Regions from separate parts of the Ovis aries genome. Here region 1 is linked to region 2. A link is a contact called in public Hi-C data. All regions are on one chromosome and are shown on one strand. The core of a region is the stretch at or near the end of the contact, and the rest is flanking DNA. Distances in the headings are between cores, read along the strand shown. Region 1 holds the start of GADD45B (growth arrest and DNA damage inducible beta). Region 2 holds the start of SGTA (small glutamine rich tetratricopeptide repeat co-chaperone alpha).

Region 1 (2,700 bases), core at 27-2,526, 210 kb before region 2:
AGCACCAGCTAACTGGGGCCTTGAATTAGTGGAGGCCCCACCAAACCTCAGTTTACCCTTTTGCATCCTGCAGATAAGCATAGCCCATGCTTCCCGGGTTCTTGGGGATTCAATGAACCGTGATACGGAGAACCTGGGGCCAAGCGCGCGCTCCATACATTCAGCGCCCACTCCGGAGGGAATAAAAGCGGCCACCATCACAGTAAGCGCGCAAAGGTGGCAGCGCGTGGCTCACAGATGAACCGGCTCCCTTCGCCCTCTCTCGGGCTGGATTTCCCCCAACAGAGCCGCTGTGAGCAGGGGCAGTCAAACCTTGCAATGCCAGGCGCCTGCAGGGGGCGTGGAGCCTGCGAGGCCTAGCCACCTGCGCCTCCCACGCGCGCCCCACCCTGAAACTCGCGGGGTTGGAGAGGGGGCACCGGGTCTCGGCCCTGGGCTCTGCAGCCCCTGGTTCTGGGGAACTCGAGGCGACCTCCCAGACTACCAGGCGATATTTATCAAGTGTCTCTTGTGTACTCCACTTATTAGTTAATGTTTCCTGCAACCCAGTGAGGCCGGTGCGCATTGTCATAGGACGGGTGGGAACTCTGAGGCCGCTTTCGCAGCCTGCAATTTGGGGGATCTAGGCGGCCTCCTGCGACCACCACCGCGTGCTAGGCGCTTACTGTGCATCCCTCACTTTATTTAGGACTCTGCAATCTAATGAGGCCAACTTTGCATTCCCATTAGACAGATAAGGGCAGAAACGCCCAGAAAGTAAAGTCACCCAGGGGCTGGGGTCTCTGCAGCCTGGGGCTACCCCCCCCCCCCCCCCCCACCACCTAGGGATCGGGCTGCAGACTGGGCTCCCTCTCGGTGTAAAACTGCTGCAGAACCTGGAAAGACTCGGGCCGGGGACTCTCCGGGGACCGGGAGGGGATTCCAGGCCCCCCCCCTCGAAAGTCTGGGCCGCCTCGCGCGCTGGAAATCCCGCGCGCGCCCCGAAACGCGGCGCGGCTGCCGGGAAATAAGAGAAAACTTCTGCTTTTTTTTCTCTTTTCTGGCACTCAAGTTCCCCCCGGCTCCACCCCCACCCTCCCGGCGCCCTCCTCCCGGCTCTCGCCCCCACGTGGGGCACCCCCGCGCGGCGCCCCGCCCCCTCCCCGCCGCCGACCAACCGCAGCGCGAATTTCTCTCGCCTTTGTGTTTTGTCCAATCGGAGGGGCGAACGGGTCACTGGGGCCTCGCCCCCTAACCTCTTAGTCTATAAAAGGCTGTGCCTGCCGCCGCAAGCTCAGATCGCTGACGCCGAGCACTCGGATCTTTTGCAGTTGCTACTTGGATTATTCTTGCTGAGACACTTGCAATTTTTTCCGCCTTTTTTGGGGGTGGATTTCGCTGCCTTCCTAAGGTCTTGACGAACGCTTGGTCTCCGTGGGAAGGCTTTGGGCTTTCCAGCCTTGGATATTGCATTTTCTTCCTTGAACCTGTCGTGAGGCTGTTTTCCACTGTGGATTATAACTGCAACATGACACTGGAAGAGCTCGTGGCGTGCGACAACGCGGCGCAAAAGTAAGTAGTGGCGCCCCTGCCACCTGAGGTCAGGCTGGGCCGGGTGGGGAAGGGGCGCCCCGTGCCTGGCCTGATGCTGACCTCCGCTCTCCCTTGGCCCCAGGATGCAGACGGTGAGCGCCGCGGTGGAGGAGTTGCTGGTGGCCGCGCAGCGCCAGGACCGCCTCACCGTGGGGGTGTACGAGTCGGCCAAGCTGATGAATGTGTGAGTCAGACTCTGTCTCCCGGCTGGGCGCGGGTGGGGACCCTCTCCGCTCTGCAATCTCCCTCCTGCACTCCTGTCTTGCATGGGTCTGGGACACCCCCAAGTGTCCCCATTGTGGATTGGGGATCTTTCTGCCCTTTTTTTTTTTTTTGAGGCGTGGAGGCTGCAGTATGCTGGGGCTACATCACTTGCAAACAGTCGCCTGTTTATGTCCCTGACTTACCCCCCACCCACGCCCGGCCTTTGAACCGAGCGTCTTCTCCCCCACCCCAGCATCTGCTTGCAGATGCCATCCCCTGCACACCTGCAGTTGCTCTCTGCTTTTGCAAACTCCCCGCCGCACGAGAAGGGGGGCCCTTCCGAGTCCCCAGCTGACCCACCCATCCCCCTCTGGCCCCTCAGGGATCCTGATAGCGTGGTCCTGTGCCTCCTGGCCATCGACGAGGAAGAGGAGGACGACATCGCCCTGCAGATCCACTTTACGCTTATTCAGTCCTTCTGCTGCGACAACGACATCGACATCGTGCGGGTGTCGGGGATGCAGCGCCTGGCGCAGCTGCTGGGCGAGCCGGCCGAGACCCAGGGCACCACCGAGGCCCGGGACCTGCACTGTCTCCTGGTCACGGTGAGCAAACTGGGGCTCCGCCCTGCCCCACCCCCACCCGGCACCTGGGCCCGTGTTTGTCAACAAAGTGGAGCTGGCCGGTGTGCACCAGCTCAGCGTTCAGCCACGCTTGGCATGTCCCGTGGGCAACCTGCTAGCCTCCAGGCCTCTTCACCTAGCGAGTTATTTTGAGCCAGCCTGTTTTCCCCATGGGAGCCCTGGGAGAGGGACACTCCCCACCCACTCCTTGGGGCTCCTGCTGAACCCCCTCTTCTCGCCCTCCCACAGAACCCTCATACAGACACCTGGAAAAGCCACGGCCTGGTGGAGGTGGCCAGTT
Region 2 (2,700 bases), core at 116-2,615:
TGAACCTGTGCAACCTGATTTCTAGAGCTCCAAACTCCAAAATACCCTTCCTCACCCACAAAAGTGGACACCCACACCAAACCTTGCATGTGATTTCTTGGGGGTTCACACCCTTCACCCCTTCTGGAGACCAGAAGCTGATGTTACTTGGCCCTAGGTTGAGGGCCACTAGTGAAAAACCACTAGTCTGAGGTAGGACGTACTTTAGCACTGTGGACATTGAGGGCCAGACTGTTCTCCGTGGGGCCATCCTGGGCACTGTGGGATGTGCAGCAGCATCCCTGGTCACCAGCCCCTTGATACCAGGAGCGCCCCTGGCTGTGACAGCCATAGACGTCCCCAGACATGGCCCGTGTTCCCTGAGAGGACAGAATGCCTGGCCTAGGGAGAGGAAAAGCAGACAAAACAAATAACCAGAGAGAGAAACAAAAGAAAACGGGAAACTTTCCTGGGTGGAGATGCAGAGTGCTCAAGCAGTTCCTGGCATCTGATAACAAAACCATCTGTCCTCTAGGAAGCTCTAGACAAGTAGCAAGAACCTAATGAAAGAAGGTTCCAAGTGTACTTAACCTCATAATGACCTTAAGAGACATATACTTCTACAGCCCCTATTCGTGGCAGAAAAGGGTCGTGGAGGGGGCAAACGACTTGCCCAAGCTCACAGAGCCAGCGAGAGGTGGACGAGCCGGTCCTCAGCGCTAGATTTCGCCCCAGTCTCTGGCACAACAGGCAGAGGTCGTCCTCGTGAAAGCGGACTAACCGCTGCTGATCTCTTGGAGCTGTCACTTCGCGCTGGGGGCCCTGCGGCTTTAGTCCTCTCCGGAAGTCCCCCTACTCCATGCAGGGTCTGTGACAACGCCCGTTATATGGAGGGGGAAAAAGGCTCCGAGAAGCCAAGAGGCTGGTCAAGGTCACCCAGGTGGACAGTGAAGGCGCCGGGACAGGGAGCCCCGACTTGAACCCCAAGGACCGGAGCCCCGATTCTAAAAGACCGTGTTTCCGGGACACAGCGGACACCCAGCGAGTGCTCACTGCGTGCGGGGCGCTATGCCTCCCGCTATTCACCCCCGGGCCTCCTAATCCGCATTTCATAGGCCTGGAGTCCGGAGGAAGAAAACCTGGGCAGCCAAGGGCTTGCCCGACGGGGTCTGGCCTCAGTTTCCCCTCCGCGCCGCCCACTCACAGCACTCCGCAAATTATGGCGACCCCGGCCCCGGACCGACGTCTTCCTACGGCACAGGAGCCCCAGAGGCCCCAGACGCCCCGAATTGCGGACCTTAGGCCCATTCGGACCAGCGCCGAACCCCCCGACTCACCTCACACAGCCGAACCCGGGACCCACCGACGGCTGCGCCTGCGCACCACAGCGCCGCCCGGTCCCGCCCCCCAACTGAGACGCCTGCGCAGAAGGAGCCAGCGCCTCCTGGCTTTCATTCTGCGCAGGCGCGGCAATTATCAGGTCTGGCGTAAGGGGAAGTGACGTACCTTAGAGGCTGGGACAAGTTGGTCGTTAGGGCAACTAACCACTACGAGCGATTGGAGGCCGGAAATCAGGACTGACTTGTCCTCTACAGAGGGAATGGAGTGGTGCATCATGGGACGGTGGAGGATTCTTGTGGGTTGGCTGAGTCGTCACGTGGTGCCGAGTCGGCCACGTGGTGCAGCTGCGTTTGGGTATCTGGCGCCCCGGAGCATCATAGACGCTCTTTGAATTCGAGCAACTGTTATTTGTTTATTTTTTTTACCCATCCATCCTCCAACAAGTGAATTATGTTATTCATTCAGTCCATCAGAGTAAAGTATAATAATTCACAGATTTTTGTTTACCGCAGGTGCCTAGTAGTCAACGAATATGCACGCCAACTATAAAGGGAAATGTTTGCTCTCATTACCTTGTATTGCGATACACTATAAACTAGTAAACTAGTATATAAATGAACAGATTTTACTCAATGGCAAGCACTATGAAGAAAACGTGGTGTGTTGTGTTTGGGGGGTAAATTGGCTGGGATGATTAGGGAGGGTCTCTCTCCCACAGGTAAATTTGAAGAACTGGAGAAAAGCACTCCAGCTATAGGAAACAGCGAAAATGAAAACTAACGTAGAATTAATCTTGACGTTCTCAAGAGAGAAAAAAATCGAGGGTGGGTAATGGGAAATTCCCTACTAAATGACCGTCATTAGGGTTAAAGTTGCCAGAAATGTTCTCCCAATTCACTTTTATCCTACTTAAAACGCATGCACACTTAACACCCCAGGGTATTTTCATTTCTTTTGCAGAAATGGATAAATAAAGGAGGTGGGTTTGGGGGCATGTTTAATTCTCGTTTCTTTCCGGGTGACTCAGGTGGTTCAAGGTTGATATTTTGGGGTTTTTTTGCGCACTGGTCTTCGTTTCCTATGCGTATGTGCATGCTCAGTCGTGACCGACTCTTTGGGGCCCTACGGAGAAGGAATCAAACCTGTGCCCCCTTCAGTGAAAGTTCAGTTCAGTCGCTCAGTCCTGTTCGACTCTGCGACCCCATGAACCGCAGCACGCCTGGCCTCCCTGTCCATCACCAACGTGAAAGAGTGGAGTCCTAACCTCTGGACCGCCTCAAGATTTTGTTTTAACCGGTGATCCCTAGGACAGGCAACTGCACTGTTTCAAAACACCTGTTGTTTGAAGTCTTGGATCCGTTTTCTGAAGCTTTCTCAATA

What was found. A called contact is a pair of places that touch in the nucleus more often than the background predicts.
Region 1: a contact with region 2 is called in a Hi-C map of hypothalamus, with 2.6 times the contacts expected there. The contact joins the promoter of GADD45B here to the promoter of SGTA in region 2. A contact is called at or near these places in 3 of 16 Hi-C or Micro-C datasets (hypothalamus, liver and muscle).

The regions. Positions count from the first base shown.
Region 1 is chr5:18,910,713-18,913,412 of ARS-UI_Ramb_v3.0, reverse strand. It overlaps GADD45B (growth arrest and DNA damage inducible beta), which reads left to right and starts at 1,276. Exons shown (of 4, transcript XM_004008628.5): 1 at 1,276-1,551; 2 at 1,655-1,756; 3 at 2,159-2,381; 4 at 2,649-2,700. The coding sequence starts at 1,508.
Region 2 is chr5:18,698,539-18,701,238 of ARS-UI_Ramb_v3.0, reverse strand. It overlaps SGTA (small glutamine rich tetratricopeptide repeat co-chaperone alpha), which reads right to left and starts at 1,365. Exons shown (of 10, transcript XM_060416336.1): 1 at 1,317-1,365.